4 separate regions of the Mus musculus genome follow, and all the other regions are linked to region 1. The links are chromatin contacts, called in public promoter capture Hi-C maps. All regions are on one chromosome and are shown on one strand. Each heading gives the region's core, a stretch centred on a gene start, on an enhancer-like site or on the middle of the called end of the contact. The rest is flanking DNA. Distances are from core to core; before and after follow the strand shown. Region 1 holds the start of Cbx2 (chromobox 2). Region 2 holds the start of Mettl23 (methyltransferase like 23). Region 3 holds the start of Cybc1 (cytochrome b 245 chaperone 1). Region 4 holds the start of B3gntl1 (UDP-GlcNAc:betaGal beta-1,3-N-acetylglucosaminyltransferase-like 1).

What was found. Promoter capture Hi-C pulls out the DNA fragments that hold promoters and counts their contacts.
Region 2: a promoter capture Hi-C map of pre-B cells shows a contact between it and region 1, with 4 times the contacts expected there. The contact joins the promoter of Mettl23 here to the promoter of Cbx2 in region 1. A contact is called at or near these places in 3 of 39 promoter capture datasets (cranial neural crest, liver and pre-B cells) and 1 of 115 datasets of contacts at active chromatin or transcription factors (large pre-B cells).
Region 3: a contact with region 1 is called in a promoter capture Hi-C map of pre-B cells, with 4 times the contacts expected there. The contact joins the promoter of Cybc1 here to the promoter of Cbx2 in region 1.
Region 4: a promoter capture Hi-C map of pre-B cells shows a contact between it and region 1, with 5 times the contacts expected there. The contact joins the promoter of B3gntl1 here to the promoter of Cbx2 in region 1. A contact is called at or near these places in 2 of 39 promoter capture datasets (embryonic stem cells and pre-B cells).

Annotation. Positions count from the first base shown.
Region 1 is chr11:119,021,505-119,024,608 of GRCm38.p6, reverse strand. It overlaps Cbx2 (chromobox 2), which reads right to left and starts at 1,588. Exons shown (of 5, transcript NM_007623.3): 1 at 1,429-1,588; 2 at 1,308-1,351; 3 at 369-434. The coding sequence starts at 1,500. Gm35829 (a long non-coding RNA gene) reads left to right here and starts at 770. Exons shown (of 3, transcript XR_389218.4): 1 at 770-1,336.
Region 2 is chr11:116,841,837-116,844,813 of GRCm38.p6, reverse strand. Mettl23 (methyltransferase like 23) reads right to left here and starts at 1,299. Exons shown (of 5, transcript NM_028865.3): 1 at 1,040-1,299. The coding sequence starts at 1,207. Jmjd6 (jumonji domain containing 6) reads left to right here and starts at 1,365. Exons shown (of 6, transcript NM_033398.3): 1 at 1,365-1,749; 2 at 2,094-2,482. The coding sequence starts at 1,621.
Region 3 is chr11:121,228,011-121,231,153 of GRCm38.p6, reverse strand. It overlaps Cybc1 (cytochrome b 245 chaperone 1), which reads left to right and starts at 1,845. Exons shown (of 7, transcript NM_144832.2): 1 at 1,845-2,115; 2 at 2,684-2,826. The coding sequence starts at 2,742.
Region 4 is chr11:121,671,803-121,674,991 of GRCm38.p6, reverse strand. B3gntl1 (UDP-GlcNAc:betaGal beta-1,3-N-acetylglucosaminyltransferase-like 1) reads left to right here and starts at 1,841. Exons shown (of 13, transcript NM_178664.5): 1 at 1,841-2,007. The coding sequence starts at 1,960.

The DNA.
Region 1 (3,104 bases), core at 339-2,838:
CAATGAGTCGTGCCCCCCCCCCCACCCCGAGGCGGGACGTAAGAACTGTAATTACAGAAGTGACCTCAGCACTTTCAAGGCTTGGGCAAAACATCAAACACATGACTTTGCACTCTGGGCCCTCCCTCTCCTGCACCATGGCACACGCACACCGTGGCAGGGGCAGAGGTGTGCTTTTTACAACAAGCTTCCAGCTTCAAGTGCTATTAGTGCCGACCAAAAGCTACTCCACAGAAAAGGCCAAGAGAAACCAGAGGCTGTCTGTGAGGCCTTAAAGTGCTCCACCACAGGCTTCCCCACACCACAGCCCCAGGCCACTGTGTCACCAGCCAATTCCACCCAACTCTCCCCTCCTCCAGAGTTCTCACTTCTTCTGGAAGGCTAGGAGCAGCCTCGGGTCCAAAATGTTCTCTTCTGGCTCCCAGCTGTTGTGTCTGGAAAAGCAAAGCAAAGGGGGGTGGGCGGGCTGGTGAGCAGCATCCAGGTGGGCTGCCGGGGACAGCTCCCACAGCCCCGCTGGGACAAGGGGCACTGCGGCAGAGGCTGTCCTCTGAGGTCTTAGAAGTCCTTAAAGTTAGTTAGCATCCCAGCCTCAAACCCACAGGCAAACTGCCACCTCAAACCCCAGCAGGCCAGGAGAGGACTCGACAGTCTACACTGGGAGGAAAACAAACCCCAACAAAGAGCAAAGCTGCCGAGGGAATCCCCTGGGCCTGGCCCGGAGCCAGGGAGGGGAGGGAAGGCAGGTAGGGGAGGGGGAGCCGGGGGGCACAGACGGAACAAAGTGGAGGATACCACCGAGAGCGCGGGCAGGGCACCGGGTTTGGGGAGTGGTATCTGGAGGGGATGGGGCTCAGGAAGGAGGGTGGCGGGGCAGCTACAAAGGAAGCCCTTTCCGGAGAAGGCCGGGTCCCCGTCCCTCATTGAGAAGAAAGCAAGCTCGGGCCGGGGGTAGGAGTAGGTGGGGGAGCCCTCCCACCAGTAGGAAGCTCAGGTTACAGCAGGATAACTTGGGCAAGGGGAGGGGGCCCGCGTCCCGCGCCAGCCGCGGCCAGCTCCTGGGCGGGGGCGCATGCAACAAATGGGCGCCAGAAGCGCGCGGCGCGGAGGCGGGCCGGGCTCCAGGGACTCGGGGCTGGAGGCCGCCCTGCTCGCTCCCCGTGGGCTCGTAAACAAAGGGCAGCGCCAGTCGGCCAGAGTCCTCTGGGTCCCGAGGCACAGGACTTCCCGCCCGGGCCTGCGATGCGAGGGTTCCCACCCAGGCCGGGAGGCGCGCGCGGGAAGGCGGCCGCGCACCGGAGACTCACTTGGAGGACCAGCCGCGCCACTTGACCAGGTACTCCAGCTTGCCCTGCGGAGAGATAAGAGCGGGCGGTTAGCCCCGCAGAGCGCCAGGCGCACGCGGGGAGCGGGCGGGGGCTCACGCACCTTGCGGAGCCGCTTGCTCAGGATGCACTCGGCGGCGAAGACCTGCTCGCCCACGCTGCTCAGCTCCTCCATGCCGCCGCCCGCCGCGGCCCGCGCCCCGCAGACCCCGGCTCACTGCTGCACACAAAGCGCCGCCCCCGCCGCGCCCCGCCCCGCGCACGCGCGCCGGAGTCGCCCGCGCTGCTCTACCCGCAGCCGCCGGGCCAATAGGCGCGCCGGGCGCGCGGGGCGGGGCGCGCATTGTTCGTGGTAGCCGCGGCGGGGACCAGTCCGTGGGGTTGGGCGCTCTCTGCACTGTGTCGGGAGGCTGCGTGCTCCGGGAATCCTGGGGTCCGGCCGCTCCGGATCGCAGGTCCCTGCGGAAAGCTATTGTTTGGCCAGAGGGCGGCGAAGCGGGGAGCACGCGGCGCTTCTTGCCCCCGCCAGTGAGGGGCGCTGCTCCCCACTAGTCCTCTACCAGTCAGGGGTACAAAAAGAGTGGAAAAGTACGGGGTTCGGGAGGGGACACCGAAAAAGGAGCCTCGAAACTCTACTTAAGGTTGTAGATGAAAAATTCAGGTCACTGGAAGAAGACTGAACTCCGAACTCTTAACTAAAGAGTTGTGAAAATGGGACCTAGTTCCCCGACTTTTAGTACGCGCGTGGGGACACAACCAACTTGATTTTTTTCTTAGTTTATTTCACGATTTTGGTGACGTCGACGTGGGCCAGAGGGATCGGTGTGCAGACTTGGGTGTAACTGGATTCTTGTCACTGCTTGCTAGCTCTGCTAGTAAAGTCCTTTGGATCAATTTCCAGGGGTGGCCCCGGTCCTCCCAGGTCGCCATGGCTTAGGCGCCCTACCCATTTATTTTCCCGCTCAGACATAAATTCCGTTGAACAGTCTCCTTTGTAAGTTTTGAAGCGAGTCAAGCACATGATGAAAGAAGCGTTCTCTCATTTAATAAAGCAGAATCCAATGAAAATTCGCTTTCTGGTTTTGCCTCTTTCTTGAACAGGCTGCGAATCCAAAGTCACACCTTTGTAGGACCTTGTCTTCACGTAACCGTGAACCTATTTATGAAGGAGTAATATCTTTTGGTTGTAAAGCTTTCTGCCCTAAGAAACGAATATCGGGAAACCACTGGGTTTTAGGGTATTCTTCAGTTTAGTTGGTTGGTTAAATCTGCTTTGGAAAGAGCTCGCAGCTGTTTGCAGAGGGGGCAGGGAAAGAGACATTTTTTTTCCTTCTTTTTTCCTTCTTGAGAGCGCAATGATTGCTCATTTAGGTGCTTGGTGCAGTAGTGGATGAAGCAAGGGGGAAGAGAGCCGCTGAAGTCTCCCAGACAGCTCTTTTTGTCCCTGTTCAGATCAGCTGGGCAGTAAATGGTTGCGCTGTACAAAGGTGTGCTTATTGTAATCCTATAAATAGCTGGATCCATTTCAACTGCTGCTTGCGCTTCGGGATTCTATGGGGTGTCACATTTACTGTTAGAATCTGCCCACTATTCCCTTTCTGGAACAGGGTATACCAACACAGTTGCTTACTTATTTTTTAAGAGCAAAGAACTTTAAAAATACAGTTCTTTCTTGTTTGGCGAGAAGTAGCCAAGAACCTAATATGAACACATTGGAAAAAAATAAGTCTCTTTACCTGAAATATGTCTGTCATATATCTTATCTGTCCAACCATGAAA
Region 2 (2,977 bases), core at 50-2,549, 2.2 Mb after region 1:
AACTCTGCTTCACGCTTATTTGTCCTGAAATATTTCTCTGTAGTACACAGCCAAGAATCTCTTCTCTAATGTTAGAGGCTGCTGGGAGGGCGGAGGAATACACCTTTAATCCCAACACTCCAAAGGCAGAGGCACGGTGAACCCTGAGTCCAGACTGGTTCACAGAATGTGTTCCACAATAACCAGGGATACATAGAGAGACCCTGTCTCAAAACAAAATCTCTGCTTCACTTGTGTAGAAGTCTGGGAAAAAAAACAAACAAACGAGGACTGCTACAGGTGGCAGCATTGTATAGCAGAAGGCTATACCTTCTGCTCCCCTTACTATTGCCAGGGACACCTACCTACCTATGGTCCAGCTGCCTACATTACAACACGAAAATCCTTTGTAAAACCCGACTACCTGGGAAGAGTTAGTCAGTTTTAGAGTAGCTATGAGCTCGGAGGGAACAAGCCAGTGCCGATGTATAAAATTTTATTGGGGTGTTGGAGACAGGAATCCCTGGTCCCAAAATTTAAACAGCAAAGATTACGGGGTTTGGGATAAACTCAAAAGCACAACTATCATCTATCGTGTATGGATCTTGGATTCGAGCCCCGGCACTGTTTAAGCCAGCATGGTGGCGCACACTCCTAACCCTAAGAAGCGGGAAACGGGGGTTCAAATTCAAAGCCTGCCTGAGCTCAGAAATAAAACAGAGAGTTAGGGCTACCACTCAGTGGCGGAGCACTTGCCTAACAGGCAGAGGTTCAATCAAGAGTACCCGGAGGTTTGGTGGGGAGGGGGGCAGGCCGTGTTAGATATACTGACAGATGCTTTCAAAAGAGTACAAAGTTAGCATCACAGGACAAGACAGCCACTTTCCTGGTGGAATTCAGTGAACTTCCTGGCACTGTCCCTAAATGTGTCACTGGAGCGCACTTAACCCCTCACCGGGCTTCACACCAGACCTGGTGCTAATGAACGAAGCCGAGAACTGAAGGACAACCCACTCCCGCTCCAAACAGGGGGCTCCCACGTGGGTGCCGCCGCACGCACCTGCGGGACGCGGACCTCCAGCACCGCCCGATTGCCTCCGGGAACTGGCTCCTCCCGGAACCGAAAGAGCTGGGTCCCGGCCATGAGGCCGGGCTCGCACGTAGGGGAGTCCAGGGACGCCGGGTCAGGAGGCGGTGCCCAAGGAGCGCGGGGCCGGACACTGTCCATGGCAAACACAGGAAGCCGGAGGCCGCAGCGGGCCCGGCCGGAAGGAGACCGCAGGGAAGCGACGCGCAGACGGAAGTGTTGCGTAGGCCAAAGCAGGGAGGGGCAGGGCGTCGGCGACGCGACCTTCCCAACATGGCGCCCAATTGGCGTGCATGAAGGCGGGTCTGGCAGGTCGCTGAGGCCAATGGCGGACCGCATGAGGCGGTGGGGCGGGGAGGAAGGCCGCTGTTCGCCCAACCCAAAGCTCCGGTGGCGGCTGAGGAGTGAATCTTCTGGAAGGCGACTTTAAAGGCGCCGGGCCGGAGCGAAGGGCGTCTCGGGGCCGCGCCAGCCAGGGAGGGAGGGCGCGTTTGGTGGCAGGAAACGCGAGCCGCGTCGGGGTCGGGGCGGAACCGGACGGCGAGCGGCTCACGATGAACCACAAGAGCAAGAAGCGCATCCGCGAGGCCAAGCGAAGTGCGCGGCCGGAGCTCAAGGACTCGCTCGACTGGACCCGGCACAACTACTACGAGAGCTACCCGCTGAACCCCGCGGCCGTGCCGGTGAGCGGGGCGCGGGACCCCACACGACGGCTGCCCGCCTTCCGAGGGCCGCTGGTCCCCCGATGGGGCCCCGCAGCCCGGCTGTCAAAACTCGCTCGGTCGTGGGAGCTTCGGGCCCCTCCCTCCCGTGAAGGGGTGGCTCCGGGTGCGACGTGCTCGCCCGCACGCACGTGGGCCTCCTTCCGTCCCTCCGGCCCCCTGGAGGAGCAGAGGCTCGCTCGTTCCTTGCTCGTGTGTGCCATTGCTCACGGGTGTCTTTGCTAATTGGCCCTGTGGGACACCTTTATCCGCCACTGGACTTGTTCCAGTGTCCTAACGGGACAGGTCTTTTGTTGTTCCCGCAGGATAACGTGGAGAGAGCTGATGCCTTACAGCTGTCGGTGAAAGAGTTCGTGGAGCGCTACGAGAGGCCTTACAAGCCCGTGGTTCTGCTCAATGCACAAGAGGGCTGGTCCGCACAGGAGAAATGGACTCTGGAGCGCCTCAAAAGGAAATACCGGAACCAGAAGTTCAAGTGCGGCGAGGATAATGACGGCTACTCGGTTAAGATGAAGATGAAGTACTACATCGAGTACATGGAGAGCACCCGCGATGACAGTCCCCTTTACATCTTCGATAGCAGCTATGGCGAACACCCCAAAAGAAGGAAACTTTTGGAAGACTACAAGGTGCCCAAGTTTTTCACAGATGATCTTTTCCAATACGCGGGGGAGAAACGCAGACCCCCTTACAGGTAAATTATTTCACGTTAAGTTTTCAAAAACCATGGACAGTGACAGGCAGTGGTATTTTTGTAAGGCCAGCCTGGGCTACAGAATGAGTTCCAGGACAGCAAGGGCTACACAAAGAAACCCTGTCTCTGGATAAACACACACAAATCCGCAAGCCTGTTAGCAGAACTCTGTCTAACCTTGTAAAAGCAATGAAAGTCTTCCCTACACATTGACCTGTTTATAGTCCTACTTCGGAAGAAGGATTCCATGGGGGTGGGGGGGTGGGGAGGCATCTGGATTCCTCCAGGGCATTTTTTTTTTTTTAAATAAAACTTCATGCATGTATATGTTTTACCAGTCTCTGCCTGTTGGTTGAGGTCAGAACCTCAGGAGCTGCAATTATGGATAGTTGTGAGCCATTGGGATCATGTGAGGTGCTAAGAATTGAACCTTGGTGCTTTGAGGAATTGAGTGCTTCTAACCTGAGCCGTCTCTGCCCAGCCCCAGGTCATTTT
Region 3 (3,143 bases), core at 596-3,095, 2.2 Mb before region 1:
TGTACTAGCACAGAATGTAACTTGTGGTTTTTGCCTTTATAAACCCCTGACTGAGGTGACTGGGGACTGCATTCAGGAATTCCGAGTCCTGGGTGTAGACCTGGTGCCAGTCTATAAATAAAAGCCTCTTCTTAAACTGGGCAGTTCCCAGCACTCAAGAGACAGAGGCAGGTAGATCTCTGTGTATTTGAAGCTAGCCTGGTCTACAGAGTGAGTTCCAGGACAGCCAGGTTTTGAAAAAAAAAAAAAAAAAAAGGAGAGGGAGAGATAAAGAGAAAGAGAAAAAAAGAAAAAAAAAGAGAATAAATCCAGCTTTAAACTGAGTATAGCAGCGTGTGCTTTTAATTCTAGCACTCGCAAGACAGATTGGGCCAGATCCCAGAGTTCCAGGCCAACCAGAAATACATGCACACACTCACACACGCACATCATACAGACAAGCAAAAACAACAAAAAACAGGGATCGAGAGTTGGCTCAATAGTAAAGAGTACTAGCTACTTTCCCAGAGGTCCTGAGGTTCAATTCCCAGCAACCACATGGTGGCTCACAACCATTTGCAATGGGATCTGATGCCCTCTTCTGGTGTGTCTGAAGACAGCTACAGTGTATTCCTATACATAAAATAAATAAGTAAATATTAGAGAGAGACTGCCTCATCCAGTTTTCTCAGTATATACTGTAACTATAAATTGACAAAACTTCAAGGGTCATGCTGTGTACTTTTATAAAGTCATTATAAAATTAGGAATCCCATAACAAGTAGATCTAAAGAGAACGGTAAAGTAATGGAAATCTCTGCTCCAGCATGCCGTCCTAGCACCCACAGATCATCGTAGGTATGTTGGAGGCAAACTACAAAATAGGAACATGTGATCCAGGTTTTACGTCACTAGTTATTGTGTGTTAGGTCTGAAAGAAACCGGGGACAAATGGCTAACTGAGGTGCCTATTGACCATCAAAGTAGATGATGGCCATGCTCTCAGCAAGTACCTGTTACAGAGTCCTGACTCCTCAGCTCTTGCCCACTACCCTAGACCTCTCTAACCCTGCCCAAGCCCCTGCCTTCCCTTCCCTTCCCTCCCCTCAACTCCCCTCCCCTTCCCTTCCCTTCCCTCCAACTTCTCTTTGCCTATAAAACCCAGACATCGTGACTACGTGCTGACATCTGACATCGTGACTACGTGCTGTCTGCCCTCTTGGTCTTTTGTCTCCATCTCGCCTCTCTTCATCTCTTACTCTGCCCCTCTCTCTTTCCTCTCATGGCTCTATTCTGCTGGACATGTTCAACCAGACGCTTCCATATGTGCTTTCCCTCACATTTACAATAAGAAACTCGTCAACAATACCTAGGAGTGGCCATGTCCCCACTTTCATTTATTGTGCATCTTTTGTTAGATTGACCTCGGGTAGTCAGATCATGTTTGCTATACCTTAGGCATCTGGTGAATATGACCTCTTATCATTTCCTGAAAATTACAGATCTAGCCAGGAGGCGGTGGCACACACCTTTAATCCCAGCATTCGGGAGGCAGAAGCATGAAGATCCCTCTGAGTTCCAGGCCAGCCAGAGCTACACAGAGAAACCTTGTCTGGAAAACCCAAAAAACCCCCCAAAAACAAACAAACAAAAAAACCCAATCCAGATCCACTCACTCCCCAGGCTTCTAAACCACGCCCATATCCTGCTTAACTAGGAAACCTCCTTGAGTGACATCTTTCTTGGTTGGCCAAGGGGCTAAATTCAGGTGCCCTACCTGTCCCTGTCCCCAGGAGTGTGAAGCACAAAGGCACAACCCCCGACTGCGTAATCACTCAGTCTCCACCCCTGGGAGGTTCCCACCCAGCTCTTATCCCGGAAGTCTGCGGAACAGAAGTCCGGAAGTTCGAGGGGCTGTTCTCTCCCACTCATTCTCCTACAAGTCCCTCGTTGTCCGCATAGGTGCGTGTCCTACAACTTTTCGGGTTCCGACCCGCCGAGCCCTGTGCGGGTCATCGCTTGCGGATCTGGACCAGGCGCAAGGCAAATTGAGGAAGCCGGGCGTGTGCACTCCGGAGGAGGAGCCAGCGTAACGGGCCGCTAGTGGAGCTTGTTGGTAACTGAAGCCAGAGGGAGGCAAGTTATGTGCCTAACTAGGATTCTTGAGGATGTAGGGTATGAAGCTTGATTGCCCCTGGGAATCCAAGGAGCCACTCAGAACTGGGGCCTTGGGTGTTAATCTCCAGACGTCCTGCCGCAGTGTCCCATTAATTCGGCGCATTTGGGCCATTGTTAGGTAGTCTGGCGTCAATAACAGGGATCTGACAGCTTATGAATGTAGAGACTCATACACGATGGTACTTTCACTTCCCGTTCTTGGTGGGAAGAGTTGTTTCTGGAAGATTCGGGTAAGGTGCCGGAAGCCTGAGTTGTGTGTGTGTGTGTCGGGGCGGGGGAGGGGGAGGGGGCTTACTAATGGAACAACTTAAAGATAAGAGTTCAGTCAAGAAAAGGGTTCACAAGACTGGGGGCTTGGAAGTGAGTTCAGACCAACACCAAATTTGTGAGCTGTGTAGCCCCGATGCCCATACATAATTGTGAGTTAAGTGGGCTCATAAGAGAAAGGTGTTCGGGGTCTGCTGTGGACCTTCCCCTGGCCTCCTGACTGGACTAATGAGGTGCTGCCTATGTGCACTGGTTGCAGGCTTCAGTTGTGTTTTTCCAAGCCTGGTCGGCTGTGCAGTAGAGCCCAGGTTCCAAGAATGTATATGCAGGTGGAGACACGCACCAGCACCCGCCTCCATCTGAAGAGGGCTCCAGGCATCCGGTCTTGGTCCCTGCTGGTCGGTAAGGCTTCCCACCCCCCACCCCACCCCCAATCTAAAAAGCGACGTAAACAGCTTCTTTGTGTTCTATTAGAGGTTCTCAATACAAGGCCTTGATAAAGCATGTTTCATTAACCCTCAGGGTGCCTTTTCTTTCAGATGGCATGCAGGACCGACCCCCTTGCATGCTAGGCACACTCTAACACTGAGATACCCTCCCTGCCTTGCAAGCTGGGCACACTTCTTTAACACTGAGATGCCCTCCCAGCCTATCTGCTTTTTATGAGGTCACTATAGTTTTCCTTCTGTGTGACAGGTGATCATGGGTTCCCATCTTTC
Region 4 (3,189 bases), core at 592-3,091, 2.7 Mb before region 1:
CTGTTTATACAGGTAGGAAAAAGTTTGGCAATGCCTAGAACAGACTGTGGAAAGAGGTTGGGCACTACTGCATCTCCAGAAGTTAAGCTGTTAAGATTGCTAAGGGTACTCGGTTCCTTTGCAGAACTGCCAGGGACAGTGTAGGTTCTTTCCTTTTGGGGAGCGAAAAAGTAGGCCACTGTTTTCTACTGAGGAAAGAATAATAATAATAATAATAATAATAATAATTTGAATGCATGAGCAGCAGCCCAGAGCAGGAAAGTTGGCTCAGCAGTTAAGAGCACTTGTTGCTCTTGCAGACATAGTTTTGAGTCCCAGCACCTGCCTGGTGGCTCACAACTGTCTGTAATTCCAGTTTCAGAGGATCTGGCACTCTCTTCTGACCTTCATGGGCACCAGGGAGGCATGTGGCACACACGCATACATGCAGGCAAAACACTCACATACATAAAATAAATTAACCAAGATTTTGAAAAGCACTGCAGTCTAAAGCTTTGCTGAGAGCTCTTGCTATTTTTAAATTACATTTTATTTTGCGCATGTGTTGGGGGTGTGTGGGGTTGTGCACCATACCCTATATGTTCGGAGGTCAGAGGATAACTTGTGGGAGTAGGTTCTCTCCTTGATACCACATGGGTCCCAGGGCTCAAAGTCGGGTTCTAAGGCTTGGCAGCAACTGTCTTTATCCGTTGAGCCATCTCTTCCACCCATCTCCTGCTATTTTTAAGTGTGGAAACTCTTGAGGGCTGCTTGGTGCCAAGGCCAGTGGGTGACCTCAGTGTCACCCCTCACAAATGGAGGGTGTGGATGACCAAAATATGCCATCTTAAAATATATTTCTAGTTGTAGGATGACCATTTGGAGAAACTGCAGACACAAGCATTAAGTTAGAAAAGCACTAACGAAACAAAATGTACATGGGTTATCTACATTAAGTAATCAGGTGTTTTATCAATATCTGGGTTCCACGCAGCTCAGAGGTTGTCACCCGTCCTTTGGAAGTAATTTAGTGAAACCTTTTGGTTCTGTGGGATGCCTAACTTTGGGACTCCCACAGTTCATAGAACACTTCCTTCCCCAGTATCCCCCGGGACAATGAATCTCTGTGTAGCATAGGAACTCAACTATCTGGCGTTGACCAAGCGTCATGTGTCCTAATGCAGGCCACACGAGGGCCTTGGGTCCATGAGAACTATCTACCTTTGGCTCACTCCAGACAGACCCAGTCCAGACCCAGAACCTTCCTCCAGGAGGGGGTCCTTCCTCCTTGTCTGGAGCAGTCAGACCAAACAAGATTCTGATGAAATGTCGCCTGCTTTAAGCTTACTGGCATTTTCCTTTTTAAAGTTACATAGGCCCAACCTGCGGTGGGATTTTTAAGTAACCACCTACTTGCACAGGGTGGCGTCCCCCCACAAGTTCCCCCCGTTCTTAAGTTTTTTTATAACGTTAGTTTGGCTGCGGACTTCAGTTTGCGATTATTTCCGTCAGGTGGGGCAGGAGGACTTCCGCAGGCCAAGAAGCCACAGAGGCAAGTGAGAAGGACGAAGGCGCAAAGCCAGGGGCGCCCACGGACTCCGGAAGCCCAACCCTTTGCTCGGCCAGGCCCCGCCCACACACTCAGCTCTGGCCACCCCGGAACCCCTCGCCCGAGCTGCTCCCGCCGAGAACGGCGGCTCGCCCCTCCCGCTCCACCATCCAGAGAACACCGACGGGCCGCCTCCCTGAGCATTCTGCTCGAAGGACCGCCTTCCCTTACTGACTGACGTGTCTCTACACCAATAGAACGTGGCTGTTCCCCTAACAGCCCTCCCATACCCGTAAGTCCCTAGCGAGCCACGTGGCTCTGCACCAATCGGAAGCGGTCCAGTCTGTGCATCGCCTCCTGGAGCTTGCTGTGCATGCGTTGGCCTCCTAGGCAGGACTGCGATTGCAGGAAAAGGGCAGTGGAGCCGCGCGATGGAGGTCTCCGAGAACGCCACAACGCGCGGCTCGCTGGCCCTAGTGGTAGGTATGGCCGGGTGAGACGCGGTCCCGCCCTCTTGTGCCTTCTTCTGTTGCTGTTTCTCCCTCCACGGTAGTCATCTTGTCTCCGGCTCGCAGCCGCTGTACGCTGCCACGGGTTCGGGAACCTCAGCTTGGAGGGTTCCCACCATTCCGTTTCGAGGTAGACATGTGTCCGAGCTCATACCGTACACTAACCTGCACACCTACTAGCGCCCCTCCCGCCATATCCCTGCTCGCCAGCATGCCACACCTATCTTAATACCTAGCAGGTGGGTTAGATGTCTCAGGCCAGGGTGCATTAAGTGTGGTTCACAGGCATTGCGCCAAGTGATTGTATTTTTCATGCCAGTCTTATTGAAATTGGAAACCGGTAAATCAAGGCCTTTGTCAGAAATTTATATCTTTTTTTTTAAAGTTGTGAGGTCTGTAGCTCTGGCTGGCCTGCAGCACATACAGCTGAGGATAACCTTGAAACCCTCCAGCGTCCGAGCCACACTTACTGATAACAAATATGAGTCATAACACCCCTTTTCAGTTAAAATCTTGTAGGTCTTGAGAAAATTAAGAAAGTTCTTTCCTTTACAAAGTAAGTCCAGAGGACTGGGGTGTAACTCTGACATGCATGTGAAACACCCTGGGTTCAATCCCCAATAGCTCAAATAAATAACAAATAAAAAGCCTTTAAGCAACATGTTTTCAGAATAAACACAAACAGGATAGAATGCCACTTTGGGATCATCAGCTCCTCAAAGAGCGCTTCATTTGTAAAGGACGGTGTCTTCAACACTCCTTTATAAGATTCTTATAACCGTGTTCAGATTCAGTAATTTAAAGTACACTATACATAGATGGCCTCTACAGTGATTTATGTAGATATTGCCTATATTATATGTAGACCTTGTCTGTAGAGATTATATAGCCTTTGTGTTATATATAGCTTTGTAACATGTACATATATGTATGTATATGTTCACATCTACCTAGCCTATTGGTTTTCCTGCTCAGAAACATGTCCAGTTTTATTTTTTCACATTAATTCAGGGTGGGGGGGTGAGGCCAACTGTTAATTTCTTGGCTGTTCTTTACTACTTACTATATCATATAAAATTGAGGCAGTTCCTGGTTCCTTTGGTTATCAGGTTTCAGTGATTTTATTCCATACTACTTTAGGAACTTTGGCTT